2 separate regions of the Sus scrofa genome follow, and region 1 is linked to region 2. A link is a contact called in public promoter capture Hi-C data. All regions are on one chromosome and are shown on one strand. The core of a region is the stretch at or near the end of the contact, and the rest is flanking DNA. Distances in the headings are between cores, read along the strand shown. Region 1 holds the start of NAA10 (N-alpha-acetyltransferase 10). Region 2 holds the start of SSR4 (translocon-associated protein subunit delta).

Evidence for each region. Promoter capture Hi-C pulls out the DNA fragments that hold promoters and counts their contacts.
Region 1: a promoter capture Hi-C map of fetal skeletal muscle shows a contact between it and region 2, with 8 times the contacts expected there. The contact joins the promoter of NAA10 here to the promoter of SSR4 in region 2. A contact is called at or near these places in 4 of 5 promoter capture datasets (fetal liver, fetal skeletal muscle, liver and 1 more), 22 of 47 Hi-C or Micro-C datasets (alveolar macrophages, blood, embryonic fibroblasts and 11 more) and 2 of 2 datasets of contacts at active chromatin or transcription factors (alveolar macrophages and skeletal muscle).

What each region holds. Positions count from the first base shown.
Region 1 is chrX:124,660,339-124,664,257 of Sscrofa11.1, forward strand. NAA10 (N-alpha-acetyltransferase 10) reads right to left here and starts at 2,406. Exons shown (of 8, transcript XM_013986517.2): 1 at 2,173-2,406; 2 at 1,606-1,704; 3 at 1,121-1,179; 4 at 251-296; 5 at 49-164. The coding sequence starts at 2,193. It overlaps RENBP (renin binding protein), which reads right to left. Exons shown (of 11, transcript NM_213900.1): 10 at 2,853-2,940; 11 at 2,619-2,765. The coding sequence ends at 2,692.
Region 2 is chrX:124,536,073-124,540,016 of Sscrofa11.1, forward strand. SSR4 (translocon-associated protein subunit delta) reads left to right here and starts at 1,473. Exons shown (of 6, transcript XM_003135482.5): 1 at 1,473-1,717; 2 at 3,549-3,667. The coding sequence starts at 1,651. It overlaps IDH3G (isocitrate dehydrogenase [NAD] subunit gamma, mitochondrial), which reads right to left and starts at 1,498. Exons shown (of 13, transcript XM_003135497.4): 1 at 1,221-1,498. The coding sequence starts at 1,301.

The sequences.
Region 1 (3,919 bases), core at 1,156-3,655, 130 kb after region 2:
CAAGACAGTCCCTCTCCCCGCCCCCCTTCCCCTTCCCCTGGCTTCCACCTCTTCCGGACATGCAGCGAGACGTATTTGGCGTTGAAGTTCTCAATCATGGCTCGGGAGGCCTGGTCCATCAGCTTCTGAGCCAGGCCGAGGCGCCGGTGGGAACGCTTCACTGCCTGGTGGGAGAAAGGTGGGCCTCGAGGGCTGCTCCCACTAACTCCCACTCCCCCCAGAGCCCGGCGGGGGGGGGGGCCCTACGCACCAATGAGGTGATGTGGCCGTGGGGCACGTCGTCAGGGTCCTCTTCCCTAGCGCAGGAAGAAGGGGTTAGTGAAGAACCTCAGACGTCCCAGCCCCAGGGGGCGGGAGCCAGGACTCTCAGAACCCCAGGCAGCAGCCAAAAGACATGCAGGGTCGATGGAGTATCGTTCAAGGCTAACAAGAAAAGAGCTCTCTGGAGTTCCCTTGTGGCGCAGCGTGTTAGGAACTGGCACTGTCCCTGCAGCGGCTCGGGTCGCTGCTGTGGCAAGGGTTTGATCCCTTGCCTGGGAACTTCCACCTGCCACAGGCCAGCCCCCCCCCCAAAAAAAGAAAGGAGCTCTCAAGCCATGGAAGCAGGTGGAAGAAACTTCAACGCACATGACTAAAGTGAAAGGTGGTTTGAAAAGGCTACACACGGGTTCTAAACATATGGCCTGGGAAAAGCAAAACTGTGGAGAGAGGAAAGAGATCAGTGGCCACCAGGGCTGGAGGGAGGAAGAGACGGCTGTGAGGAGCACAGGGACTTTCAGGGCAGTGACACTGCTGGGCCTGACACTACAGTAGGGGCACAGGTGCTGGGAGCCATCTGTCCACAGAGGGCAGAAGGCAGAGACTGTGGACTTCAATGTAGCAATGTCGCCTCACCACCTGTAACAAATGTCCCGCAAGATGTCAAGGATAGGAGACTAGAGAAGAGGGGAGAGGTCACATGGGAACCCTGGACTCGCCCCTCAGTTGCTTGTAAAGCCACAACTGAACTAGAAACCAACCAACCAGCCCACCCCAGGCACAGCATCCCGAGTTGGTGCTCCCCCCTCTCCCCGGCCCAGGTCAGGCGCCAGGCTTCTCTCTCCATCCTTTGGTGACTCACATTTTGGCCAGGACGTACCCCACAATCTTCCCATTCTCATCCTCGGCGATGTAAGAGAGCTGGGTGACAGCAAAGAGAAGGCAGAAAACAAACGCCTGTCAGAGCCGGAGGCGCCCTTGGCGGACACCTGGCCCGACCGCCTGCCTCTTACCGTGTGTGTGACAGACGGCAGCCAAGCACAGGCGGGGAGCTCAGTGACAGTTCCTGAGCTCTGGCCCAAGTGGCTTGGTTTTCCCGCACCACACTGTGCCCTGGTCCCTAACCCAGAAGGGGTGGACAGGCACAGAGGGGATCCCTACCTTGGCCCTGTTCCTCCGCCCTCTTCAGGCACCTCTCCCCCCCCCCCCCACCCGCAGACACTCAGGGCCTGTTCACCCCTTCGCCCCGCTAGGGTCTTGACGACCTTGCCTGCCCCTCCCAAACTGACCCAGGCTGGAATTTCCTTGGTCTGGTTTCCGCCATCCCTAAATGCAAAAGCTGCCCACCTGGGGCCAGGAAAGGCCGTGGTAGAAGTAATATTTCATCTGGTAGTTCTCCGGCAGGCACAGGAGGTTGCAGTGCTGCATGTTCATCAGGTCCTCTGGCTGCGGGGGAGGAGGGCAGCGGAATGCGGTCAGGCCAGGGGCTGTGGTGACTAAGTAGGCCTCAGACCTGTTACAACTCTGCTGGCTGTCTACTCACCCCCCCACCCCACCGGGCTGGGCGGGCGCCGTGACTATCTGTCTCTGCACAGGCCTGGCTCACAGCCACTGCGCAAAAACTGACTGTTCCAGGAATGAACGTGAGCGCCAGGAAGCTCCCAGACACCATCCAGCTGCGCCCCGACGTCCCGGAAAGAACGGGTTTGCAAGCCCCGGCCCTGCGCCCCTGGCCTCCTATTCGCGTAGGTCCAGTCCCACCGGCTTAGTGGCCTTCACTGTGCCGCGCCGGTCGGCCGCTGGCGCGCAGAGCGACTGGCCCGGGGCTCGGCTGGGCCCCTGGGGAGCATGCGCACGCGGCCACCGGGCCCCGCTCCCACGCGGCGCGGACAGCCTCCGGCCCCGGCCCCTCACCCTCGCATTGCGGATGTTCATAACGGCGGCGGGGCTCGTGGCTCCCAGCGGGTCGTGAACGCGCAGTCAGCTGTCGCCGCGCTCCGGAGCGTCGCCGGAGCTGCCAGGGCACGGCTGGGACTGGAGCTGGGTCCGGGATCGCGGGGGCGGTGGCGGAAGGGGCGGTGCGCACCGGGCCCGGCCACCGGCCGGAAGTGCGCGCCGCGGGCCCGCCCTCTCGGCCGCTTGGCCAATGCGCAGGGTGGGCCAAGGGCGGGGCGGGGCCTCCCCGCGGGGCGTGACGAGGCGGGGTCTGGTCGGGCCAATGACCTGGCGGGCCCCGGGCCTTGTTGGCAGGGTGGGCGGGCCCAGCGCGCGGGGCGGGTCACTGTCCTGGTGAGCAGGTGCCCTCTGGCCAGCGCGGCGGTCTCTCCCTTCCCGAGACCCAGAGACTCTCGCACACGGGCTATGGTGCAGGCTCAGCTTTATTCTGCGCTTCGGCGGGCGGGGTCAGCGGGCGAGGACCGGGCGCCGTAGAGCCTAGGCGAGGCGGCTCAGCAGGGCGCTCAGCATCTCTTCGCACATGGCAAGGCACCGCGGCACGTGGAAGCAGCCTGCGCAGAGGCAGGACGGCGGGTTGGGAGGGCCAGGGGCAGCCGAGCGCTCCGAGCCCCTGAAGCCCTGCCGTATCTCCCACTCACCTTTAAAGGGACCCCCCTTGATAGTGAGGGCAACCTTCCCCTCTCGGTTCAGGTAGCCAAACCATTCCCCGTACTCGGGATCACGAAACTGCAACAAGGAGGAAGTGACAGGTGGTGCCTGCAGGAGCCGCCCCGACGCCACAGGCCCTGGGGAAGGGGCGTTCCCTGTCCCCACTAAACCGCTCCACAATCAGTGCTCCTAAGTGAGTCCCGGACAAAGGTGAATGCGAGGGCTTTTCCTTTTCCTTTTTTTGCAGGTGGGTGGGAGTCTGCACCTAGATAACACTGCTTGGGAAAGAGGCCACAGGCTGTGAGATGAAACCTTGCAAGTTGGAATAAGAAATTCTCTATCATGATTGCGCTGGTGGTGACAGATATACACATTGTCATGTCTCAGTGAACTAAATGCTTACAATGGATACGTTTTAGAGTATATAAATTGTACTTCAATAATAACTGATTTAAAAGAAGGAAACAGGAATTCCTTTCATGGCTCAGCGGTTTATGAACCCGAACCCAACTAGTAACCATGAGGATGCAGGTTCTATCCCTGGCCTTGCTCAGTGGGTTAATTGGCAGATGCGGCTCAGATCTCGCATTGCTGTGGCTGTGGTGTAGGCTGGCAGCTGTAGCTCTGATTCGATCCCTTGTCTGGGAACTTCCTTGGCCCTAAAATGCAAAAAAAAAAAAAAAAAAAAAAAAAAAAGAAGAAAAAGAAACAAAGAAAACATTGATGATGGAAGCGCCCAACCCTCGTGTAACTTTATAACAAGTTACTCCCTAGGAGGTCCTGGTTCCCTGCTCCTCCGAGGCCTAATCTTCAGGCCTGTCTTCCAGGGAGATGAGATGGTGGGCATGTAGCAATGACATCTGACTCCGGCCCTGCACACCACAGGTCTCAAACACACTCCCCCTCCCCTGGAGCCACCCGAAGCCTGCCCCTGCCCCACAGCTCTGTTGATGCCCTGGGACTCCCTTCTCTCCTGCCCACATCCCACCGGGCACCTATCCCGTGGAGGCTTCTCCAGTTCCTTCCCGACACTCCAGTATAGACCTCAGACCCCTGG
Region 2 (3,944 bases), core at 223-2,722:
CAACCGAAGGGCTCCCACAGCCCACGTCTTAGTGAGGTTTCTCTCTTGTTGGATCTAGGACCAATGGTGGCTGCATGTTTTCCCACAAGGTCCAGTCCAAGTTAGTGGGATCAAAGATCTGGACTTCATCTCTAAAGGGCCCCATGCCCGGGACAACCAGTCTCAAGGCAAGGCATTGCCCAGCTAGCAAGCATTCCCTGCAGTCCGTTTTCATCCCAAGACCAACACAAACCTACACACAGGGAAGGTCGGGGAAGAGACAAAAGTCCTCGCCAAGATCCTGCAGGACCCAAGCTGCCAGAGCTGTAGGACCTCTGGAGAGCCGCTCGCTTGCAAGCGGGAGAAGTCAGCATTTAAACGCCATTCAATAAAGCAAAAGCTGTTACGGGGCTCAGAGAGGGTAAGCAGGCAGGAGATATGTGTGCAAGGGGTGTCAGCGAAGTCACAGAGTTCTGGAAGGTCAGAGTTGGCTAGATCCTTTGAGACAGCGGGGAAACTGGGGCCCAGAGAGCGCATCCCTGCTGTACCTCAGGGCCAGTCCTAACTCGCTGATGCTTCAAATGGCTTCCAACACGCCCAGGGACTAAATTAACCTCACTCACGTGTATAATGAGAGAAGAATCAGACCTGAATAACCAAGATTCTAAACGGAGAAAGACGGAAGACAAGCCCTCGCGGCCTCCCAACCCGCCAGCTTCAGGAATCCTAGCTCCTTCCCATTCCAGGCGCCTGCATGGGGGGAAGCCTCCAGTGTACCGGCAAAGTCCGATTCGCCACCTGCGCTGGGACAGGTGGCAAAGCGATCCGCTAGAGAGAAACTCGAGGAGGAAGGGCGGCCTGGAACGGATTCCCAAGAGGGCCAATGCAAGGCGGGCCGGGACACGTGACCGCCTCGGGCGAGATTCCACAAGGACACTAGGGAGGTGACACTCTGCCCGCCGCAGCCACTCAACCCGCGAGTGCGGGCCCCCACCCCGCCGCAAGATGCAGACCCCTGGGGGAGCCAGACCAGGGCCAGCTTGGGCTAACCTAGTCACTGACAGCCGAAGTGGCCAATCAACGTCGGTCCGCACCACTCTCCCCTCCTCTCGCGGGGCCTGTGGCCAATGGGGCTCCAGGACGCTCTGAGAGCCGCGGCTGCCAGACCTGCCTAGCGGAGATGCAAGCACCCCCCTCGGCGAGGGCCGCGGCTTCCCCCGTGGCCCGCTCCCTCTTCTCACCTCCCAGGGACGGCAGAGGAGGGCTGGCCTGAGCACTGCCTTCGCCGCGCCGCCTGCAGCCGTCGCCACCTTCAGCGCCATGACAGAAAGTGAGAACCGCAGCAGGTCTCGACCCTCAAATGCCACTCTCGCGAGAGTTCACCGGAGCGCGCGCTCCGGGGAGTGGGCGTGGGCCCGGCCGAGCGCACGCACGCGACCGCGCCGGTTCCCACGCCCTCTTCCGGCTCCGACTGCGCGGCTGTGGCCGCCATTTTGCGGGGGCGGCCCGCCGGGCCCCGGGTCCGGGGAGGGGACACGTCAGTGCCGCCAGTGACGTCACCGGCCCGCCGGCGCCAGATTGGCTGCTGCGGTCGCTTACGCGTCGCGCTTCCTCGTCTGCTCCTCGTGTTCAGGGGAGTCGCTCTCTTTTTTCCTCGGCAGAGAAGAGGCGATGGCGGCGCTGGCATCTCTCGGCGCCCTGGCGCTACTCCTGCTGTCCGGCCTCTCCTGCTGCTCAGGTAGCGGCCTGGCCGGGGCTCGTTTCTGGCGAGCCTCTCTCCCACGACTGGTGGTGCGTCGGGGGAGGACGGGTGCGGGCGAAGCGGGGGTCTGGGCCTTCTTCCTCCGAGAGGCAGGTGGTCTCTGGTCGCGGCGGCCGGGGCCACTACGCGCTCCTGCCGTACACGTTTGTCCAGCAGCCAGGCTGCTGGAAGAAACAGCCAGATCTTTCCCCTGTCTGCTCCCGCGAGGAAGAGTCCCAGAGCCTCTCCCGTGCGCCTGGCCCCAGCTCCAGCAGGGAAAGTGACACACGTCCCTGCTCCCACTTCCAAAGCTCCTGGTCCCGAAGGGGGGTCGAACTGGAGCAAAGCTCTGCAGCGCGGGGTGATCGGACCGAGAAACTGGGCTGGTGGAGAGGAACCACCTGAGCCGGTGCGGTGGGGCCAGGCCTCCTCAGGAAGGGAGCGCTGAGTGACGAGAGGGGGCAGGGACGGTCCAGGCAGAGGGGCCGAGAGTGCGGGCGAGTTCGAAAGGAACTGAAGAGGGAAAGATGAGCCGGCCTAGGGTGCCGGGCCAGACGGCGTTTATTTTCTTCCCTTGGCCTTGATGTATCCTTATAGGGCTCTTCAGCAGAGCTGAAGCACAGTCACATGGATTAACATGCTTGGGAGATTAACACTTAGTGGCAGGGTTGAGCTCAGACTGGAGTCCAGAAGTGTGTAGAGCAGGAGGTCTTTGCAGGAGCCCCCACTGGGCCTCGGGGCCTGCAATGGGTCAGGGCCACTTTTGTGCATTTATCATACCTGCCCTAGTTCAGGCCAGCACCCTTGGTGCCCGGAGTGTCTAACCAGCCTAAGTGGCCTCACTGCCTGCTCTCTTCTCATGTGCTCATCGGGAATTCCCACGCCATGGCCAGTGATACCTGGAGAGGACAAACCTGACTCTAAAACCCCTTGGTGCTCCATCGTGTCCTTAGGGAAAAGCTTAGCAAAGCAGAGAAGGATCTGTGAGCTGGGGCTCCTGAGAGCCACCTGCCCATGTCCCCAGGCATCTTCCTCCTACCATTCCAGACCCATAGCCTCCTGCCTCGGCCAAAGTCATGGCCCTGCCTGGACACCACACTCCAGCAGTTGGCGCCTTGTGGCTTAGATGGCGCCTCTCCTTCCTTGCGGCCTCTAGCAGCGTGGCCGTGGCTAAGGCAGGATCTTTTCTCTCTGGGCAGCCCTGTTCAAGGGGACACGCCGTACCTCTGGATCCAGAACCTCTCCCATTTCCTTTCTTTGGGAAATGCCAGGGCCGTCTCGGTCTTCTGACAGTGTCTGGGGCAGAGACTTCATTTTGGAAGCCCCCCCGTGTTGCCAGCAGCACCGTGCTGTGTGGCTGCCGAGACACACTCAGTCAACTGTCCAGGGCCATGCGTGACTCTGAATTGAGGTCAGCCTGGCCCCCGGGCTTCTGGGGTGCCCCAGGCCAGGGCAGGCTGCAGCCCTAAACTGTTGCATGGCTTCCCTGTCTAAGTCCAAGCACAGAACTGTGCAGTGAATCCTTGCGGCACGCCCCCCCCCCACACACACCCCTGCTCTTCGTCCCTCCCGCTGAGGTTCCACCTGTACAAAGCCTTCCCATCCCCTGTGCCCCGCCCCCCTTCAGGCCCTCCCACCCCTCTTTGCCACTGCATTTCTGACTCATCGGTTGGGTCTGTCACCCAGACCCTACCCGGCAGGGCGCCAGGGGCCCTTGCTGTTCTTCGCTGATGAGGTCTGGGAAGTGGGGCTAGGGTGGCCCCTTCTGCCCCCAGGCCCAGCGCGCACAAGCCGGGCCTTACCAGGCCCCTCTGCCTCCTCCCCACAGCAGAGGCCTGTGTGGAGCCCCAGATCACGCCCTCGTACTATACCACGTCGGACGCCGTCATCTCCACAGAGACCGTGTTCATCGTGGAACTCTCCGTGACGTGCAAGAACAGGGTCCAGGTGAGGCACGGGAGGCCAGCCCGGAGGCGGCCGGGGTGGAAGGGGGGCCGTGCGGCCAGAGCGAGAAGCAGCGTTTCCATTCTCAGCTGCAGGAGAGAGCAGGGCACAGTGATGCCAGGTTAGCAGCTGTTTGAAGAGCATTCTCCCGGAGTTCCCACGGTGGCTCAGCAGAAACAAGCCGACTGATCTCTCTGAGGCCCCGGGTTCCATCCCCGGCCTCGCTCAGTGGGTTAAGGATATGGCGTTGCTGTGTGGGTCGCAGACGCAGCTCGAATCC